3 separate regions of the Sus scrofa genome follow, and regions 2 and 3 are each linked to region 1. Evidence: chromatin contacts called from public HiChIP or PLAC-seq and promoter capture Hi-C data. All regions are on one chromosome and are shown on one strand. Each heading gives the region's core, a stretch centred on a gene start, on an enhancer-like site or on the middle of the called end of the contact. The rest is flanking DNA. Distances are from core to core; before and after follow the strand shown.

What was found. Promoter capture Hi-C pulls out the DNA fragments that hold promoters and counts their contacts. HiChIP or PLAC-seq counts read pairs in DNA pulled down with a chosen protein or histone mark.
Region 2: a promoter capture Hi-C map of liver shows a contact between it and region 1, with 2.6 times the contacts expected there. The contact joins the promoter of FADS2 here to the promoter of FTH1 in region 1. A contact is called at or near these places in 1 of 5 promoter capture datasets (liver) and 2 of 47 Hi-C or Micro-C datasets (embryonic fibroblasts and liver).
Region 3: an H3K27ac HiChIP or PLAC-seq map of alveolar macrophages shows a contact between it and region 1. The contact joins the promoter of TMEM258 here to the promoter of FTH1 in region 1. A contact is called at or near these places in 1 of 5 promoter capture datasets (liver), 7 of 47 Hi-C or Micro-C datasets (blood, heart right ventricle, liver and 4 more) and 2 of 2 datasets of contacts at active chromatin or transcription factors (alveolar macrophages and skeletal muscle).

What each region holds. Positions count from the first base shown.
Region 1 is chr2:9,533,854-9,536,856 of Sscrofa11.1, forward strand. FTH1 (ferritin heavy chain 1) reads left to right here and starts at 1,317. Exons shown (of 5, transcript NM_213975.1): 1 at 1,317-1,395; 2 at 1,463-1,601. The coding sequence starts at 1,488.
Region 2 is chr2:9,665,393-9,668,150 of Sscrofa11.1, forward strand. It overlaps FADS2 (fatty acid desaturase 2), which reads right to left and starts at 1,274. Exons shown (of 12, transcript NM_001171750.1): 1 at 1,033-1,274. The coding sequence starts at 1,239. LOC100739565 (a long non-coding RNA gene) reads left to right here. Exons shown (of 3, transcript XR_135127.4): 1 at 1-1,180.
Region 3 is chr2:9,755,620-9,758,338 of Sscrofa11.1, forward strand. It overlaps TMEM258 (transmembrane protein 258), which reads left to right and starts at 1,351. Exons shown (of 4, transcript XM_003122626.6): 1 at 1,351-1,461. The coding sequence starts at 1,459. FEN1 (flap endonuclease 1) reads right to left here and starts at 1,244. Exons shown (of 2, transcript XM_003122627.5): 1 at 1,003-1,244.

The DNA of each region.
Region 1 (3,003 bases), core at 67-2,566:
CTAGCCCCATTAAAATTTTTTTTCCTTAAGTAACATATGTACATTTGAAATGAATAAAGACCCAAGAGAAATCGCTGTAATTCCACCAGCAACTTGTTTTCCTATTTTAGTAAAGTTCCTTTAATTTTTTGTTGTAAAGCTTTTAGAAGTACAGCTTACAGTTGGACATTTGTGAATATCCTGAAAAGGGTCTTGGGTAGGTCCCCTACCCACGTGTTGAAGGGCCTGATTAAGAATCGTGGACCCTGGGGGCAGCAGATTGGGTCTGCCTAGCTCCAGTTCTGCCACCCACGAATTCGCACCCACTCAGTGCCAGGGACACTGCTGCAAGCCACACACAGTGCCCCAGCCACTCCACGTTCTCTGGCATCTGTCCTTCATGTTCCGCGCCTTCAGCTTCTCTCCAAGGACAACCCAGGGGGTGGCTCCCTGTAGAACCGCCTGAGCCTGAAGCTCCTGGGGCTTGATCGGCCATTTCAAAATGGCCTCACAGCATCCTTTTCAGATTCAAGCAGCTTCTTTCCTCCTTTTCTAACCCCCTTGGTCTCTGAGTTGTAAGCTACCGGCCGATTTTCTCAGAACCCTGGTGGCTCACGACTCCCTCGGGAAGGCAGTCTTTCGGGGAAACACGACCCGCCCAGCCTTTGTTGTAGCAACTGCACGAGGAGCCACGTACACTTTCGGCCAAAGCCGGACCGGGCCACCAGAGCTGGAGGAGGCCCGACCCCACCTGCTTTGGGCCCCTTCCTAGGTTTTGAGGAATTGAAAGAGGGCCCTTTCCCCGCCCGACCTCTGCCTCACTCCGGGCCCACGTTCACTCTCCGGGTTCCCTATTTGCATTACCAGGCACCTCGGAGTGTGGCAACTGCAGCTCTACCGCTCTGATTTTTAACATGACCTTGGCCATAAGTCTCGGGGTGCCCGCTTGGGCTCTTGCAAGAGCCTCGACGCCCCAGGGAAGGTTTCCCGTCGGTTGCAAAACCCAGGCTGTCAGAGCCCCGAGAGTCATAGAGTCACAGCCCCGAGCTGGACTTCCTGCCCTTGCTCAGGTCGTCTCTCTCATCCCACGAAACGCACCTCAAGGCGTCTGCGCGGGACGGGGTTCCAAGACTCCCAGGCTTCGCCACCCCACCCCTTCCCTCCCCTCCCCCACCATCCCAGTGCGCCTCCCCCCACCCCCGCCCGCACCCACCGGAAGGGGCGGGGCTCCGCGCGGCGGGCAGGCGGCGTGATTGGCCGCGGCGGGGCGGACGGCCGATGCCGATATAAGAGCCGGGCCAGCGCTACCTGCGCCACAGTCTTCGCGGAGAGTCGCTGCGGTTTCCTGCTTCAACAGTGCTTGGACGGAACCCGGCGCTCGTCACCCGCCCCGGCCGGCCGCTCAGAGCCAGCCCTCGCCACCTCTTCACAGCGCCCTCGGACCGCCCCAAGGCCACCGCCACCGCTCCCGCGCCGCTGCCGCCACCACCGCTCCTCAGCCTCCCGCCATGACGACCTCGTGCTCCTCGCAGGTGCGCCAGAACTACCACCAGGACTCGGAGGCGGCCATCAACCGCCAGATCAACCTGGAGCTCTATGCCTCCTACGTCTACCTGTCCATGGTAAGCGCAGGCTTGGCCGGCGGGGGGCGGGCTCGGCCTCGGAGGCGGCGGGGCGGGGTGTGGCTAGCGGGCGGGGCCTCCCGCCTCCCGCCTCTGCGCGGTTCTGGAAAATGGAGGCTGCTCCGGGTCCCCCAGGACTTCGCAGAAATTCCGAGGAGTCGGCCCTTTCCGACTGACCCCTGGGAGTGCCCCTTTGTAGGCCGACTGCCTCTGCCCGCCCACCCCCCTCCCCCCTCCCCCTTTTTTTTCCTTGCCGCGCTTGCTGCCAGTACCATCCTGCAGTTAGGAAGGTGGATTTTCGCATTTCCATTCCGTCCTCTGCATCCGATCACGTGATCCTGGGCGGAGGCGAAGAGGTCCTGCTCCCATCCCCCAGAATACGGCGGAGCCTGCTGGGTAATGGTGTCGAATAGCAGCCCTGGGGGCTGGTGTGAAGTGCTTTATCTCCAGTGGGCTGACCACCCGAACAGCCGTCTCCACCCGTTTGCTCTGCTTATCGCCAAGTCCCACTTGAATTGAAGCACATCTCTAGAAATCTCTCCTTCCGCCACAGTTGTCTTAGTCACCCGTCCTTGCGCCTGACTACCTCCTCCTTTATTCTTTTTGTCTAAAGGTTGGGGCCTAATCGAACCCTTCGTTCTTGGATAAAGTCCATCCACAGTTACAGGGCCGGCATTTTTTCCATAGAGGGGTCAGTTTTCCAAATTCCTGGTTTTAGGCGGTGTGGTAGGAGTTGTAGAATTGTCTGACCATTACGTAAACCATCCAAGAATAGGCAGGTACCAGATGGGTTTGGAACTGGCCTGGATTTCTATGACTGCCCTTCCATTTCAGGAACACCCAGCAAGGGTCTAAAAGAACCCAGTTTTGCTTTCTACTGTTATGCCTTTATATACATTGTTGCCCACAGCCGTCTACTTCCCTAGTGGGGTACTTTTAGAAATGCATCGGTCTGGCTGTAAGCTGGCAAGTTCATGTTTTAACATGGATTAATCAAGGAGGGAGAAGGAGGAAGCACTAATAGTGCGGAGTAAATACTCCACTTTCCTCTCTTCGACCAGATGTGACACTGGCTGTAAGAATTTAACTTTGGAGTTCCTGCTGTGGCGCGATGGGGTTGGCGGTGTGTCTGGAGCGTTGGGACTTAGGTTCCATCCCTGGCCTGGCACAGTGGTTTTAGGGATCCAGCACTGCCACAACTCTCATGAGGGTCACAGCTGTGGCTCCCATCTGATCTCTGGCCCGGGAACTTCCTCAGACCAGAGGCGGCCAAAAAAGAAAAAAGAACTTTGCTCTAACACAGATCCTGAGGATGTTCCATGGTGGTGGCAAGTCCTGTGATATTCTAAATGCTCCTTGTGAACATTTTTCATTTTTGCCCTTAGGAGTGAGAACTAATGAC
Region 2 (2,758 bases), core at 24-2,523, 130 kb after region 1:
GTTCTTTTCTCTCTCATTCACTTGAGCTCACAGGGGAACCGGCTGCACCTTCGAGAAAAGGGAGGATTTCCGTCTGGGGGTTAGGGGGCGTGGTGGAGGGGCTGGGGAACGCAGAGCAGCGATTACATAAAGGGGAGAGGAAGATGGGCATCCTGCATGAAAGTGCGGGTAAGACGGGTAGCCTGGCACCGGCGAGATCCTAGGGACTCACTACCTTTACCAGTGCAAGATGAGGGAAGGGCATTCCTGGCAGGATTTAGAAACAGAGGGCCTTTGAGTTGAAGTCCCCAGTAACCTCGGGTGCAGCCGGACCTGTTGCCGAGCCAGCCTTGTGCAGATAATAAATCGTCGGGTCTCAGAGCTCCTCTCCACCTGGGCTTTGCAAACTGCAAACCTCTCTCTTTCTACTACTTCTCACCCCGGTCCCCCAAGAAGGCCCACCCTTGCGGTGGGTGCTGGCTATCTCTGAGACCGTGGGACCGGGAACTACCAGACGGAGTCTCCCAGGCAGCCATTGCAGACCTTCGGAGGCTAGAATTCCAGCAGGAGCGAGCCCTGGCCGGGGGCGAGCTTTCCTTCCCCGCCCCCTGGTCTGGGGGAGAGCAGGGACGGGCGCAGAGTCCCACAGCTGGCTCCTCTCCCGCTCCTCTCCGGAGCGCCCAGGGGCGGCCATCTTTCACGATGGGGGCGCCAAAGCCTCAGCGCCCCCTTTGGGGAGTCCCCGAGTCCCAGTGAACCCGGAGGAAGTAACGGATGCAAGGCTCCCAGTGCGCGCGGTAGATCCGGCACGGTTCTCCACCGCTCAGATCTGCCTCCCGGGTTCCAGAATCCGACCCCCAGGGCTCGTTGGCCCAGCTGTCCTAGAGGACGAGGATTCGGGGCGGGGGAAGAGCACAGGAGACACTTTCCTTCCCTTCGGGACGCCCCAAGCTCCACACAGCGCTGGAGGTCTTGTTTGGCGCCCTGGGACCCACGGCTCCGGACTCCCTCCAGCAGCCGAGGAAGGTGGCGGGAGAGGCCCCAGACCCTTACCGTAGCATCTTCCCCTGCATAGTGCGAGATGACCCGGTGGCCCCCGGGGTGCCGGCTGGACCATTTGGTGACGTTGTAGACCTTGCGGTCGATGACGAGCCACTTGTCCGTGCGCAGGTTGTGCTTCTGAATCTCCTCCCAGCTAAAGGTAGGCATCTGCGCCTCGCGCTCGGTGGCCCCCTCGCCCTGGTTCCCCCCCTTCCCCATGCTGCCCGCTGACCAGGTTGCCCGGTGCACTGCGGTCTGTGCCGCTCGGGCCCTCCTTGCTTTCGGCTTTTGTCTTCTCCTCCTCCCACCGCGCCCCCTCCCCCAGCCTCCTCGCCTCCGCTCGGGAGTATCCTTGCCTTTCCTCCAGGCTTCCCAGTGGCCCCAAACGGTCCCCTCCCTCCGCCCTCCCTCCGCCCGCCAGCCCGCAATGGACTTTTGCCTCCAGCTAAAACTCCCCGGTAGCTCAGGGCCTCCAGGCCTCCTGTGCCCGCCCCTCCGACTCCCCCCGCCCAGGGCTCTGCATCCTCCCGCGTTCCCCTCCGCCTGGGTTTCCACAGTGATCAGCAGAGCTTCTGCACCAATCCGGGCGCGTCGCCCCGCCTGCCATTGGCCCAGGAGGATCTTTCGAAGGCCAGCGGGCTGGAGCAGCGGTCCCCGGCTCCCCCGCCTGCCCGCCCACGCGGAGTCGAGCCAGGCAGGGAGGCAGGTTACGTGTCCGAACTCCTCCCGCCCCCGCTCCGGCGCCGCGCAGCGGAGGGGATCTCAGGGGAGCGCGGCCCGCGAGAGGGGGCGGTGGCTGAGTTCTGGGCGCGTGCGCGCGCCCCCATCGCCCGCGCTTCCGGGGTTTGCACCTGATGCTGGCGCCCAGAGGTCCCCGCTTGCTTTACGGTGGCGACCGGCCGGAAGACAGGCTGGCGGGTGCTCGGGCAGCGCGGAGCTGGGGGGCTGGCGAGTTCCACTCTGGACCGGCCTGGATAGGTGGCGCCCGTCCCTGACCCGCTGGAATCGAGACTTCAGGATCCGCATTGTCCGCGCTTACCCCATTGGCGCCCTCCTGCAGCCTCCCTGGTTCGGAAAGGAGCCCTCCTCCCGACGGCTCAAGACTCTGAAGCCTGTAATCAGTGGATCTTAGGAGAAAATTGCAGAACCTCTGATGTGCTTTCCTGTGTTAGGCGCCATGGTGGTGGGAGGAGGGGGCGCCGTGGTGGGGAGAGTGGGGGGGCCCAGGGTGAACAAGACTTGGTTCTAGCCCCGAACTCAGGAATCTCACAACCTAGTTGGGAGAGGGAGAACATGGAAGCAATACGGGACCTCATACCATCAATTGTTCAGTGATGCTGTAGAGACTCCAGGAAATAAAGGTGGGGGTAGCAAAAGGATAGGCCTGTGCAGGTCCCCAGATGCCACCTGGATGGAACTGCTCAGGATCAGCGCCCCAGCAAAAGGACTGCCTGGAGTCCAGGCTTGAGAAAGCTGGATCCTTGGGAGGTGCCCTAGCGGCTCAGCGGTTGAGGAAACCAACCAGGATCCATGAAGATGCGGTTTCGATTCCTGGCCTCACTCAGTGAGTTAAGGATCTGGCGCTGCAGGTCACAGACACAGCTTGGATCCCCGCGTTGCTGCCCGGGAACCTCCATATGCCACGGGTGCGGCCCCAAAAAAAAAGACAAAAAAAGACTGGATCCTCTACTCTTCCAGGGTTTTAGCGAGTCCAATAATTAAATTGATATGACGCATT
Region 3 (2,719 bases), core at 101-2,600, 220 kb after region 1:
AATTGCAGCTCTGATTTGACCCCTTGCCTGGGAACCTCCATGTGCTGCGGGTGTGGTCCTAGAAATAATAAAATAAAATAAAAAATAAAATAAAAAGGATGCTGAAGGCACCACTGGCACTGTGTCCAACACTCAAAGAAATAGTACACTAGGCCTTCTAATTGTTCCCACTCGTCCTTCACAGGGTTCTTTCTAAAACATAAGGGACTTACAGCATCAAGATCTTTCATGCTGATTCCCAACTTAACTTTACACTCTTAGAATCGAAGAGAAAGGCTGGTCTAAGGACCGCCCTGTCTCACTTTTGCTCGGCGGTGCCTTCCTCCCACCATCCTGAAGCCCTTTTCTTCAATGTCCGTCTCACCTAGTTCTCACCTGCGAATGGCGGTGGCCTTGAACCCAGGCACCAGCACTCACCACCTCGGTAATACCATTATGTCACTTAGTCTGTGACGTTACTAAGCCATTTAGGTTTGGTTTTCTCATCTATCAAGTATGGGAACCATGCCTGCCTTGCAGAATTACTGTCAGAGTTAACTGAGGTACCAGACAAAAACCCCTCCAACAAACGCTAGGTGCTCTATAAAAATTCCCCCTCCAGAACCCACTCGATCCTTCGGTTCAGGCCCCAACCTATCTGCTTTGCTAGAATGTGTACCCAGGAGCCAGTGCCTCGTTAGCCGAGTATCCCACCACCGAGGCCGACAAAGGCAGGAAGGAAAGGAATCTGGACAAGTGCAGTTCCAAAACTGTCTCTCCTCCAGCACCTAAGTCACCATACAAAACGACTCCAGGAGGTGGGAGTTATTATCCTTCTTCTACAAATGAAGAAAGAGGCTCGGGGGTTCAGCGACTGGCCCCAGGCTCACAACGGAAAGTGGCGGGCCCGCCAGATGGCGAATCCCGCGCTCCCTCCGTCCGGCGCACGGCAGCGGCCGGCCTTCTCCAGCACCCGGCGCAAAGCGGGCCCGCCGCTCTCGAGGCGCTTCCCGCGGGTCTCACCTGGCCTCTGGGACGTGAAGCCTCGGCAGCTGGCGATTGCTCCTGTGTGGCCCAGGGCCGACCTCAGCCCAACTCGCTCCTCAGCCGCGGGTAGCCTCTCGCTCCGCCGCCTTCCAAAGCCCGCGCTCCCGTCACATGACCTACCGCGGCGCACAGCCTCCTGGGAAGTGTAGTACAGGCCCCGGAGCCCTCGGCCTGCTTCTCTCAAGACAAAGACTCCAGCCAGGGTGAACAGGCTCGCTCAGCGACCCGACCCTACCCTTCTCCACCACTTGTTCCCACTCCACCCCGGGACCCCGCCGGCCCCAGATCCCGTTGCCGCCCCCCACCACAGGACTACAAATCCCACAATGCCACTCGCGCAGCTGCGCTTCCTCTTCCGGCTGAACTGCGCGCCTGCTCCTGCCGACGTGTTCTTCCGGTGGCGGAACGGCGGTTTACCCTGTGCCCGGCAAAATGGTGAGAGGATTGAGAGGTGTTTCCCACAGGGCTCTGGGGACCCCTCGGGGCTCGCCCCACAGCCGGTTTCTCTCGCAGAGGCCTCAGGCGCCCGAGGTCCAGAGGGCGGGAGGCTCCTGGATCCTTCGGCTTGGGCTGAGGGGCGGGGAAGGGAAGCCCCTTGCCGTAGACTCCGTAGGCTGTGGTTTTGATCTCACTAGGTTTCAGATCTCCCGATTTAGAAGCGTGGGGTGCATTTTAAAAACCTTGGAGTTTTGATTTCTGTGACGTGTATCTGGAAAGTTTTTCCCCCCTGTGGAACTCGTGCTTATCCTACACGGCCCTGGGCAAATGTCACCTTCTTGATGAAGCACTTCCAGCTGTCTCGGGCACTTGTCCCCTCTCTCCTGGGAGCTCCCACAACCTATGTACCAGCCTTTTGCCACGTGTCATGTACTTCTTTGTTATCTGCCACGCCTACTAGTGACCACCAGCTGACGTGCCTCTAGCCCTGGGATGATGTCTATTCATCTTTGTATTCCCAGTGCCAAACACGGGGCCTGCAATTGGAGGGTCAGTCAATGGCAGCGATTGTCTTTATCATTTGGGGGGGTGGGGGGACATACATGTTTACTGAATTGAATTCCAGTGTCTCTTAGAACAATGGGGTCAATTTACTTCTCTAGAGTTGTTATGTTCTGGATTTTAGAAGCGTTGGGCGGTGGGTGACAATGGGAGTTAACATTTGTGCAGAACTTTACGTTTTACAGCCCTCTTTCACAGGCATTATCTCATAATTTGCTCTCTAACCTTGGGAAGGAAACAAAAAGCCATTAAGCAACTACTCCATGCCAGGCAGTGAGTTAGAGGCTGTGACGTTTGTCATCTGCCTTAAATCATACATCAACCTTGTGAGAGAGAGATTATTATAATCCCTTTACTGAGACTCATGTTTACTCACTAGAGCCAGAATTATAACTTAGGTCTTTTGCCTGTAGATCTCAAGATTCCTTACTAGTGCAGGAGTTGAGATCAGGGTACCAGTCCAGTTCTGTCTTCCAGCAAGGATTCTTAGCTTGATACCTACAGACATGGGTCCATAAAACTTCTCAAACCATAAGCAAAATTACAAATTCCCCCGTAGTGGAGCGGGCTGCGAAGCTGGAGTTGCTGCCACTGCAGAGAGAGTTCAGCCCCTGGCCCGGGAACTTCCACATGCTGCTGGTGTGGCTAAAAAGAAAAAGAGCTTTGGAGTTCCTGTCGTGGCTCAGTGGTTAAC